Linked DNA regions of Mus musculus: region 2 is linked to region 1. The links are chromatin contacts, called in public Hi-C maps. All regions are on one chromosome and are shown on one strand. The core of a region is the stretch at or near the end of the contact, and the rest is flanking DNA. Distances in the headings are between cores, read along the strand shown.

Region 1 (5,259 bases), core at 1,143-3,642:
GAAGCGAATGCAGGCTCGCCCACTAACCTTTGTCTCCGCGTGGTTATTTTTAGGTCAATCAGGCATTTACAAGAAGCCTCCGCCACAGATGGAAAAGGCAAGTGTCTGCTGCTCCCCGTGCTCCTTGGGCTGCACTGACATTCACCCTGACCACCGGGACAGGATCGGGGACAGGAGAGGCAGGGCTGGGACACACTCTGGGGGGCAGCAGGTGCTGTGTTACAGGGAGGCCTGGGGCAACAGCCATGGGTCACTTCTGCTGGCCATTTTCATTGTGATCTTTACTTATTTTCTTAATTACTAAAAAATTTTGTTCTGTTTTTCTTTTCTTTTTTTTTTTTTTTTTTTTGGGTTTTTGGTTTTTTGAGACAGGGTTTCTCTGTGTAGCCCTGGCTGTCCTGGAGCTCACTCTGTAGACCAGGCTGGCCTCACACTCAGAAATCAGCCTGCCTCTGCCTCCCGAGTGCTGGGATTAAAGGCGTGTGCCACCACGCCTGGCTTGTTTTGTTTTTCAAGACAGGGTTTCTCTGTCCTAGAACCCACTCTGTAGATCAGGCTGGCCTGAAACTCAGAGGTCCATCTGCCTGCTCAGATTAAAGATCTTCACCTTTCAAAACCAAATCCAATAGGAAGTCTTGTCTCAGGAGAGACTGTTGGAGTCTGGGAAAGGTCGGAGAGCAGTGGGCTGTGGGAACACTGGGTCTGGGGGTGGAGGTGGCAGCGTGTGGCTTCCTTCTGGCTGCTGCAACACAGTGCATGCCTGTGTTTCTCCAAAGTGAGAGACTCAGGCCAATAAAGCTCTGTGTTGCCTGGTGTCCAGCCCTGAGCTCTGATGTCTGCAGGCGAGCTTGCCTTTGCACCTGATGCCCAGCAGAGAATGACCCATGTGTTTCTGCTCTACACCAGTCTGCGGACTGGCCCACAGGGTGGGGAACAGCTCTTGGAACACATGAAATTGCTCCCCTAGCTGCACCCCAGAACTTCATCACTGAGCAGTTGTTGTTAGAAAAGTATGGATTCATTTTAGACAAAACACGCTAGCTATATATCATTTTCTAGGCTTGATAACGTAGATCACTTTGTTTTATTTTGGGGGTTGTTTAGTGGGTTTGGTGTTGAGATGAAGTACAACGTGGACATTACCACTGAGCTGCCCGTCCTCCCGGCTGTGTCCACAGGACTCCCGGCTTTGAGGGTTCAGTTCTCTTCAAGACCTGACTGTGCTCACTGGGTATTTATGTTCTGTTCAGCTTGGGCCTAGAATAGCCCATACACTGTCCAGGCTTCTGCAGCACTGGGCAGCCCTGTATAGGAGGCGCTCACTGCCCGTCGAGGCCTCCACACGTGCTCAGGGCCAGCTTTGGTTCTCTCTAGTGCTGAGATTCAGACTTCCTGTCATTCCTTCTTCTTTCTTCCCAAGGGCTTTGGCACCCCCTCCCCCCACCACCACCCCGCATCACACCCTCAGCAGCTGGAGCACAGGCAGTTTGTTTGGGCATCAGGCCTGTAACCTTGCCACCCTCTGCAGTGGGCAGAAGAGAGCCTTAGGAATCACCTGGTCTGGGAGAAAGCCTGCCTGGCTATGTTCAGGAGTGTTTTGAGCCCATTGTTGTTGTATGTACATTATATTAAAAGGTGGCATTGCTTTTATAACTTAATGCATAGGGGCTTTTTACAGGGTTTTATTATTATTATTATTTGATTTTTTGAGACAGGGTTTCTCTGTGTGGCCCTGGCTGTCCTGGAACTCACTCTGTAGACCAGGCTGGCCTTGAACTCAGAAATCCGACTGCCTCTGCCTCCCAAGTGCTGGGATTAAAGGTGTGCGCCACCACTGCCCGTCCTCAGTGTATTAAGATGAGATTTTATTTATTCATTCATTCATTCGTTCCTTCATTCCTTCATTTCATGTGCGCATTGTTCTGCCTGCATATAGTCTATATTCCATATGAGTAATTCACAGACAGCTGTGGTACTGTCCTGGGAATTGAACCCAGGTCCTCTGGGGGAGCAGCCAGTGCTCAGAACCGCTAAGCCACCTCTCCAGCCCTTTTTGTGTTTTTGGTTTTGTGTTTTGGTTTTGTTCTTTGAGACCAGTCTCACTGACTACCCTGGAACTCACAGAGATCCTCCTGTCTCATGCTACCTTTCTCCTTGCACGTTTTGGTGTTTCTAAATTAATATCCTAGAGGTAGTGCTCCCCAAGTGGAAAGTTCTGCCTGATTGTCTCCTAGGCTGTGTGGTCCCCTGGTGATGGGATGGCCTTTGGCCCTTTTTTACCATCTTTCGCTACTTGTCATTCTAGCTTCTGCCCATTTTGCTGTCCCTGCTTTGTCCTCCATCTTGTCCTGGGTGTGACTGGAGATTGGTCTGTGATGATTCATCCACAGTGCTCTTGGTTGAGGATGGCAAGAAAGAACTTAGCCTTGGGTAGACAGCACGGCAGGTCCTGCAATGAAGACAGTCTGCAGAAAAGTTATCTTTTTCTCAACCTTCCTAACGCTGCCACTCCTTAATACAGTTTGTCATGTTGTGGTGACCCCAACCATAAAGTGATTTTTTTGCTACTTTATAACTAATTTTGTTACTGTAATGAATGGTAATGTAAACAATTGTGTTTTCAGATGGTCTTAGGTGACCCCTGTGTGTTAAACCCTCAATGGGGTCAGGACCTCCAGCTTGAGAACTGTGGGTGTATAGATCAGGGTCACACGAGGCTGTTCTTCTGCCTTCCACTGGGTGGCAGTATGTGACTTCTCTATTTGTAAAAATGATCTTGCATCCCAGCCTAGGAGTTACACCCTCACAGAACCCCTTGTCCAGAAGAAAGGCGAGTGACAGAATGGGGGACTCTTCTCTACAGGGTGTTTTTGAACTGACCCATAAGTGTGGACTTTACTCTGTTCTTCGAAAAACAACTTCCAGAGTCAAAGAAGCCATGTTCCCATGGAGGAAGTTCCCCAGAGAAGCATGGGTATCAGCATACTGGGCTAGCAGGCCAGGGTCAGTGTCACCACAGTGTGGCCTTGCCTGTGGGGCAGGCGCTGGCTGCTGGTTCCTAGTATGTGGTGGGTCCTCCGGCCCCTTGGCCACTCTCTGTGGGTCTTGCCTGTCTTAGGACAGCCAGCCTCAGTCTGTTGAGGGTGTGGAGGCCCCAGGGTCAGCTGGAGCCTGGTGCTCCACTTCGTCTTCTATTGCCTTGTTCCCTGGCCTTCACCATGACTCCGGCTTGTGTAGGCGCAGTGAGGCTGAGGAAGCGGGAAGATGCTGTTGAGCTGTTGAGCGTGGCTTTTGGAGAATGTTGGTTGGGCTCGTGTGTACCCCTGCTCTCTCGAGTCCCTTTGGCTGAACTTGAAGAAGCCCAGAGGGAAGCGATAAGGAGCAGCTGCCTGAGTCTGCCCTTTTCATTCCCACCACATTGCCGAAGCATCTCTCTGTCCATAGCTTTGAGGCGCCTGGGTGAGTCTCATAAGAGAGTGTGCAGTGGCTCTCTGTGCTCCAGCCAAGATCTACTGGCTGCTTGGCCCTGGAACCTGCAGGATTCTTCCTTGCTCCAACTCTCTGTCTTACAGCACTGGCTTGGGGACATGCTGATAACTTGATTGACGGGCCCTACCTCTAGTCATCCTTTCTTGCCTTCTGTTCCTGAGGGAAAGGCAGGAGAAGTATTCTAAAGAGCCTTCCATTTTACATCCACTTCAGAAAGATGTGGTGATGGGAGAGCTGCAGGCTGGTGGAGGCATGGCCTCATTCTGAGCGACCTCTCCATAGAACACGGTTCCAATACCGTCTTGGGGCTCTTTAGGTCACAGTGGCTTCATAGACCATTTTTAGTACAGTCTTAGTTATTGATCTATTGCTTTGAAGAAACACCATGCCACAACAACTCTTATAAAGGACAGTGTTTAATTGGGGGCTTGCTTACAGTTTGATCATGGCAAGGGACATGGTGGCAGGCATGGCAGCAGGGTGCTGGAGAGCTACATCCTGATCTAAAGAGAGAGAGAGAGAGAGAGAGAGAGGGAGAGGGAGAGGAGGGAGAAAGAGTGAGAGTGAGAGAGTGAGTGAGAGCCTGGAGAGAGAGAGAGAGAGAGAGAGGGAGAGAGAGAGAGAGAGAGAGAGAGGAGGAGGAGGAGGAGGAGGGAGAGAGAGTGAGAGTGAGTGAGAGTCTAGACCCTAGGGGGCCATTCTTACTCAAACCACCACAAGCAGCTCTTTTCTCAGAGTGCCTCACGGGTGCAGACGTGTTACAATGGTGTCTGTGCAGGGTCAGAGCTGCCCCACCACAGCAACTACCAAGTTCTTTTATTTATTACATTTTACTTTGTTTTGTGCACGAGTCTTTTGACTGTGTATATGTATATATACCAGATGCGTGTCTGGTACCCTGAGGCTAGATAAGGGCACCAGATCCCCTGGGGCTCGGAGTTACAGGCTGAGTCGCCACATGGGTGCTGAGAATCCAACCCAGCCCCTCTCAAAGAGCAGTGAGTGCTCTTACCCTCAGAGTCGTCTCGAGCCAGGCCACCAAGTTGTTCCCTGGTGCCTGCTTGTCGGGTGAGCCAGGTTTGTGTTCTCTGAGTGCCTGTGTCGATCCAGCAAGTGTTTGTGTCATCAAGTCTCAGCCCCAGGGTGGCAAGTAGAAAGTCCATTTGGTCTTGCGGTGTATGGGTCATAAGCCTTGTGTCTCAAGAAAGGACAGCTGCTGGATCAGCGCTCATTGCCAGGACACAAGCTGTACTTTGAGTATAAAGTATAGGAAAGCGCACGGTGGCGACGTGAGCAAGAGCTTCTTAAACCCCTTACGGGCACGCAGAGGGGACACACCAACACGGAGGGGACACACCAACACGAAGGGGACACACCAACACGGAGGGGACACACCAACTCAGAGGGGACACACCAACGTGGAGCTGTTTAAGAAATGCTTCAGCAGCTGAGAGGGCAGTGCTGTCACTGAAACAGTGTGCTCCGCCTGATACATGGCATCACACTGTGTTCACCTGGCAGATGACATCACAAGCAGGCAGGCAGGGGCAGAGCCTCAAAAGGCAGAATCTGCACCTGTGAACGTTAACAGCAGCAAGGTGTTCCTCTCTGCAGGACACTTGTGTTTGTTTCCGGTGTCACTAGCCTTGGTTACCTCCTGGGAAGGTGTTGTTTTACTTGGGTGTGTTCACAAGAAGCCTGCAGGATGCACCATAGCGGTGACTACAGTGCCGTGATTCTGTTTCATCTTGAGTCCCTGCAGGCGCGGCT
Region 2 (5,259 bases), core at 1,384-3,883, 290 kb after region 1:
ACAGCAGCTTGGTCTGGATATTTAGAATGCTCAGCAGAGTCCCTGGCTTTACGTTCTTGCTGCTCCAAGCTCTTTCCTCACTGAATCTAGCCATTGTGACAATGATATCTGCAGTTACCGCCAAGTCCCTTCAAGGGAATTTCACCTCTAGTTGATAGCTTCTGTTTGAGATCTTAGGGGACACCAGAGTTCTGTCCTATTGGGAAGGATGCTAGATGGGCTATTGGGAAGGATGCTAGATGGGCTATTGGGATTGACTAGTAATGTCTGCCATGAGTGCAGAAGGGAGAGTAACAGTACGGTTGGCTAGAATGAATTAGTGATATATACTACAGCGCAGAAGGAAAGGCAGGCATAGCCTGTTCTGAGCTTATATGGCTATTGGTATGGCTAAGGGCTCCTTGTATTCCCTTTGGACCCCACTCCTTGCTAGGCTCTTTCTCATAGCTGCTCTCCCTTTAGGTGTTCATTGAGGATGTGAGCAAGGAATTTGTGGAAGAGTTCATCTGGCCTGCTGTCCAGTCCAGTGCACTCTACGAGGACCGCTATCTCCTGGGCACCTCTCTCGCCAGGCCTTGCATAGCTCGCAGACAGGTGGAGATTGCCCAGCGTGAAGGGGCCAAGTATGTGTCTCACGGCGCCACGGGAAAGGTAAGGCTATGGATGGCTGGGCAGATCTGGTGACTATAGGAGGGGAGGGAGAGCAGGCTGCTGAGGATCCCAGAGTGGGCCAGGATGAAGGCTGGGCTGCCTGAACAATGGTGGTCCCTTCCATCTGCATGCTGAATCGTCTGTGCTGGGCTCCCAGTGGAAGCCTTGTCACCTGCTTGGTAGACCAGGTTACACATGCCCCAGATAAAGTCACAGCATATGTCACCATGGGATAAAATACAAAGAGCTAAAAAGAGTTGGAGAGCCAGGATTCTAAGGACACCGTATAGCCTGCTCCTTCCAAAGGCCCAGAGGGCTGTGTTTGAAACTGCCCTCCCAGCAGCCCCAGGGACTTGTTCCTTTGCTTGTAGAGGCCTCAGTGGTGCTCCGGTGTCTTTGTGATGTCTGTTCCTATCTCCTTTCCTTGAAAGCTGCCTTCCCAGATAACAGACACCTTAATGCCCTCTCTGAAATCCACTCCTTCTGTGAAGACCAAACAAAGTCACATTCAGAGATCTGGGGACTTGACTCTTTTTTTTTTTTAAGACAGTGTCTCTCTCTATAGCCATGGCTGTCCTGGAAATCTCTCTATAGACCAGGCTAGCCCGAAACTCAGAGATTTGTCTGACTCTGACTCCCCAGTTCTCGGACTAAAGGGTTATACCACCACACCTGGCCGTGGCACCTAGCTTTGAGGATCACCTTAGCACATGTGCAACACAGGCTGAAGAGGACCCCATGGGGATAGGCAGGGCTCCTAATTGCATTGATAACTCCAAAGAGTGGGCCATCAAATTTAGTGGGTGCCATGATAGCAGTCTGAGACAGGACATGCCTAACCATCCTGCCGCCCGTAACCCACAAGGCTTACCACCTTGCTGTATGGGGCTGGTGATGATGCAGGTACAGGAGACATGCAGCTAAGGCTGACGTCAAAGAGCTCACCTGAGGGTGGTCCCAGAAATAGCCAATGACCAGGATGGCACTGGGTGTTTGTGGAAGCTTGGGCACCTTCATCGTCTTAGATTCTGTTCAGCTGGCTTGTGGCAGGAGCGTCAAGGGTAGGGTGCCTCCTGGTCACAGACATAATTGAGTCCCTTAAGTCTATCGCATGCCCTTGGGAAGCCCAATAGAATGGCACCTGATAAGACTACAGAAGGACGGGGGCCAGGAGCTTTGGAGCAGGGGACAGGAGAAAGACTACCCTGTCTTCATGATGTCTGTACTCTGGGGATGAACACAGGTAGACTTAGTGCAGAACCAGGGATCAGTGTCTCTCAGGCAAGAGGCTGTGGCAACAAATGGCCCATGAGGACACAGAGTAGCTATGGGAGAGACAGCAGAGTCTGAGCCCAGCTTGGGCAGTTCTCCCCCAAAGCATATTGGCCAGCAGCTCTCCTGAGTAGTAGCTGTAAAATGGGGGAGACTGGTCAGCCATCTTCCCACCCTGGAGGAGTTTCCTCTGGTACCCAGTCTGCTTAGTTGCATGCTAGGAGACCAAATGAGGCTCCAGTGTGTACCACCTTCCCGAAGACAGCCATGGTGGCAAAGGTGGAAGAAGGTCAGACCTGGGGCTCAGAGTTGTGCACTCAGCTCTGCTAGCATGCCCCAGTGTCGCCATCGAAAGTGAAACTGACACCCAGCTCCTGGACCATTTGGGAGATGGGTGAGGACACAGGTCATTAAGAACAAGCGTCGGCAGAATAAACCTCTGAGGCACTGCATCTTTCCAAATGAGCCGAACTGGCAGCGGTGAACTCCCCACCTTGGGAGGCATGCTGGCCGAAGCCGGAGTCAGGACTCTGAAGGTCCATCCCATGGCAATCAGCTGGGTACAACAAAGAGCTGTACTTCTTTTTGATTCTGTCTTGAGTGAGGCAGAGCCCAGCCAGCCACAGACAAGCCAGCTAGCTGCTGTACAGTGGCTACTCGCTGTGCTATATGCATATATGGCCACTAGAGGGCACCAGAGGCTTATGTTTGAGGAAGCATGGGCACCAGATGATGATGTTGATGACTGCAGCAGTTTTACAGGGCTTCACTCACAGGGCTCTAGATCTTTCCACACGGGTCCCACAGCTGCTTTGATTGAGTCTGGCAGGACCCCACTTTTTATAGGGTAGACCGTCCAACTTGAAATATCTCAGGGCCCCTGAGCAGCAAGAAGACCAGGGAGACCGCCAGGAGCCAGCACCACTTTGGCTCTGCTGTCCCTGGTCTGTGTGTCCTTAGGGATACTCCTATGCCTGTCTCCACATGTACATGGCTCCAAGTGACACACACTCCACCTCTTTCCTGAGCCCACGGTCCCAGGAGACAGTGTCTATCTAAGTAATGGGGAATGAGAGGAGACCTGGAGAGGTCCTGGGCCCAGGCTGGGGATCAGCACTTAGATGCAGTGTCTGACTGCCTGGAGCACACACTGGTGACTGCACATGTGAGAAGCAGTTGTCCCAAGAGAATGGTGGAGATGGTGACGGAGAGGCAGAGCCAGGCTGGGGGATGAGGAAATGCTGAAGGCAGGTCCCAGCAAGAGATTGGCAAAGTCCCGCTGAGGAAGGGGGGACTCCACAGCCAAGGTGTACGCAGGCTACTGGGACGTCAGAGCAGAGAGGGCCTTGGGTAACCTCAAGATTGAGTCTCTGGCCTTTGCGGAAGGTTGGTGATATGCCTGTAGTTATCTTGACCTGGATGGTCTGGGAGCCAAGGCCTGGGGTGGTTCTTATAGCCCGGAACTTGCTATGTAGACCAGCCTGGCCTAAAGCTCAGATGCCCCTGCCTGTCTTCTGAAGGCTGGAATTTAAAGGCTTAGCCAGGCTCCTTGTTTTCAGTGGTCTCACTGTGTGCCCCAGGCTGGTCTTGAACTTGCCATCATTCTGCCTTAGCTTCTCCTTATTTGGAGTCTTTACAATATTATCTATCTATCTATCTATCTATCTATCTATCTATCTATCTATCTTGTGTGTTTGTGTGTGTGCCTAGGTGATGTGTGTGCTACATGTGTGAATTAACCCACAGAGGTCAGAAGAAAGCATTGGATCCCTTGGAACTGGGTTACGGATAGTTGTGAGCCACCATGTAGGTGCAGAAGAACTCGTGTCCTCTGCAAGAGCAGCAAGTGCTCTTAATAGCTGATCCATCTCTCCAGCCCCAACACTGAGATTTTACATGTCCACCATGACTCTTGTATGCCAGGCCATGGTGCAGCCAGATGGTGGCGCTGTGGGACTGAGAGACACTGAGCCAGCAGGGGCGCTGGCAGGATGTGTCAAACATTCTGGAAGAAGGGCAAGAGTTAGCCAATGACACTGTAAGGCAGTGTAGCCCAGGCTGCAGGCACAGCCTGTGCAACAGCCCAGGGACAAGGTGGCACTCTCTCCTCCCAGCGGCCCAAACCAGGGAGCATCATTTACAAAGCCATCTTTCATATCCTTGGTCGCTCCACTGTGAGATGCACAGAGCACGAGTTCCCCACCCTCTAGATTTGAAAGAAAAGACTGGAAATGTGAGCCGAAGACACCGGGGGTGCAGGGGTATTTTTGTAAATGGCACCATCTGCAGGGCTATCCCAGGGCAGATGGAAGGTGCCCCCCCTTCCCTACCCTCCCATTCCCATGGGTGCTCACCATGGTACACGCAATGTACACATGTGTGTGTGGACATGTGTGTGACTTGACAGTGTCCGTCTCCCCATCCCCTACCTAGGCATGTTACTAGGAGCTGCCCTGGCTCGGGAGTCCCTTGCAGGGTTGATAAAGGGAACTCGGAGGCCCTAGGCTCTTGCCTGGGACAGACTTTGAATCAAGAAAGCCTGTTTGTCCAGCTTTTCCAGGTTCTCTCTAAACAGATGGGTGTCCATCCCCCTGCTGTGTCTGGGTCAGCAGACACCAGTCCAGTCGGGCCTGGCTCGGGAGGCACAGGCTGCCTTTTGTGTTGGCGAAACTTGAAGCCGTGGGGAAAGAGTGGGCAGGCCAGGTAGCACTTGGCCATGTACAGCAAAAATCTAAGAGTCAGCTTTGCGCTAGAATGTTCTGGTGTGTGGATCCCAGAGAAAACGCTGCTCTCCACACCTCTGCCTCAGTGTCCCACCTTGATGGGAACAGCGCAGCCCCACCCTGTGGGCAGCCCTACCCATGGAGATGAGCTCACTGCCTGCTCAGGATGGATGTGATGCCTGTGTGACCCTGGGCTCCTCATCTCTAGTCCCCTGGCCCCTGTGACTGCCCTTATGATAGTAATAGGAGGTAGCCAGTGTGGGGACTGACTAGAGGGGTTGGCTGTGGTGCCCTGTGTCCGAGAGGCTTACAGACAGCAGCTCTCCACAGCTCCTGGCTCCGTTGGGGAGGGGCTGGTACCAGGCTTTCCACACCACCTGACAAGACTCTGGAAAATAACATGTTATTCCCACCGCTGCCTGGCTGCGTCCATGCAGTTTTCACAGTAGGCGAAAGGGGCCTCTATTATTTCACAGTGCCTGAGCCTCCCTCTCTGTGAGTGGCAGAACGGGCAACCCGGAGGAGACGGCATCCCTGGCAGCCTGTGCCCACCCTGCCCCTTCTCCTCTTGTCTTATGGGAGTGCTCAGGATGGCCATATACAGACTAAGAGA

The links. A called contact is a pair of places that touch in the nucleus more often than the background predicts.
Region 2: a Hi-C map of stem cell-derived neural stem cells shows a contact between it and region 1, with 5 times the contacts expected there. The contact joins two enhancer-like sites. A contact is called at or near these places in 1 of 39 promoter capture datasets (hippocampal neurons), 1 of 15 datasets of contacts at CTCF or cohesin (the NIH/3T3 cell line), 19 of 484 Hi-C or Micro-C datasets (the C2C12 cell line, cerebellum, cerebral cortex and 11 more), 4 of 115 datasets of contacts at active chromatin or transcription factors (astrocytes, embryonic forebrain, embryonic stem cells and 1 more) and 2 of 9 other capture datasets (adipose tissue and embryonic stem cells).

Annotation. Positions count from the first base shown.
Region 1 is chr2:31,191,794-31,197,052 of GRCm38.p6, forward strand. It overlaps Gpr107 (G protein-coupled receptor 107), which reads left to right. Exons shown (of 18, transcript NM_178760.4): 14 at 54-97. Among named protein-coding and RNA genes, the nearest start is that of Gm22516, 4.7 kb to the left of the region's middle. Within about 2 kb of position 2,393, at least 8 of the 459 cell types and tissues checked have an H3K27ac peak or open chromatin away from gene starts, as enhancers often do. A contact at or near this core is called in stem cell-derived neural stem cells, where this site is marked.
Region 2 is chr2:31,480,513-31,485,771 of GRCm38.p6, forward strand. Ass1 (argininosuccinate synthetase 1) reads left to right here. Exons shown (of 16, transcript NM_007494.3): 5 at 463-651. Among named protein-coding and RNA genes, the nearest start is that of Ass1, 13 kb to the left of the region's middle. Within about 2 kb of position 2,634, at least 6 of the 459 cell types and tissues checked have an H3K27ac peak or open chromatin away from gene starts, as enhancers often do. A contact at or near this core is called in stem cell-derived neural stem cells, where this site is marked.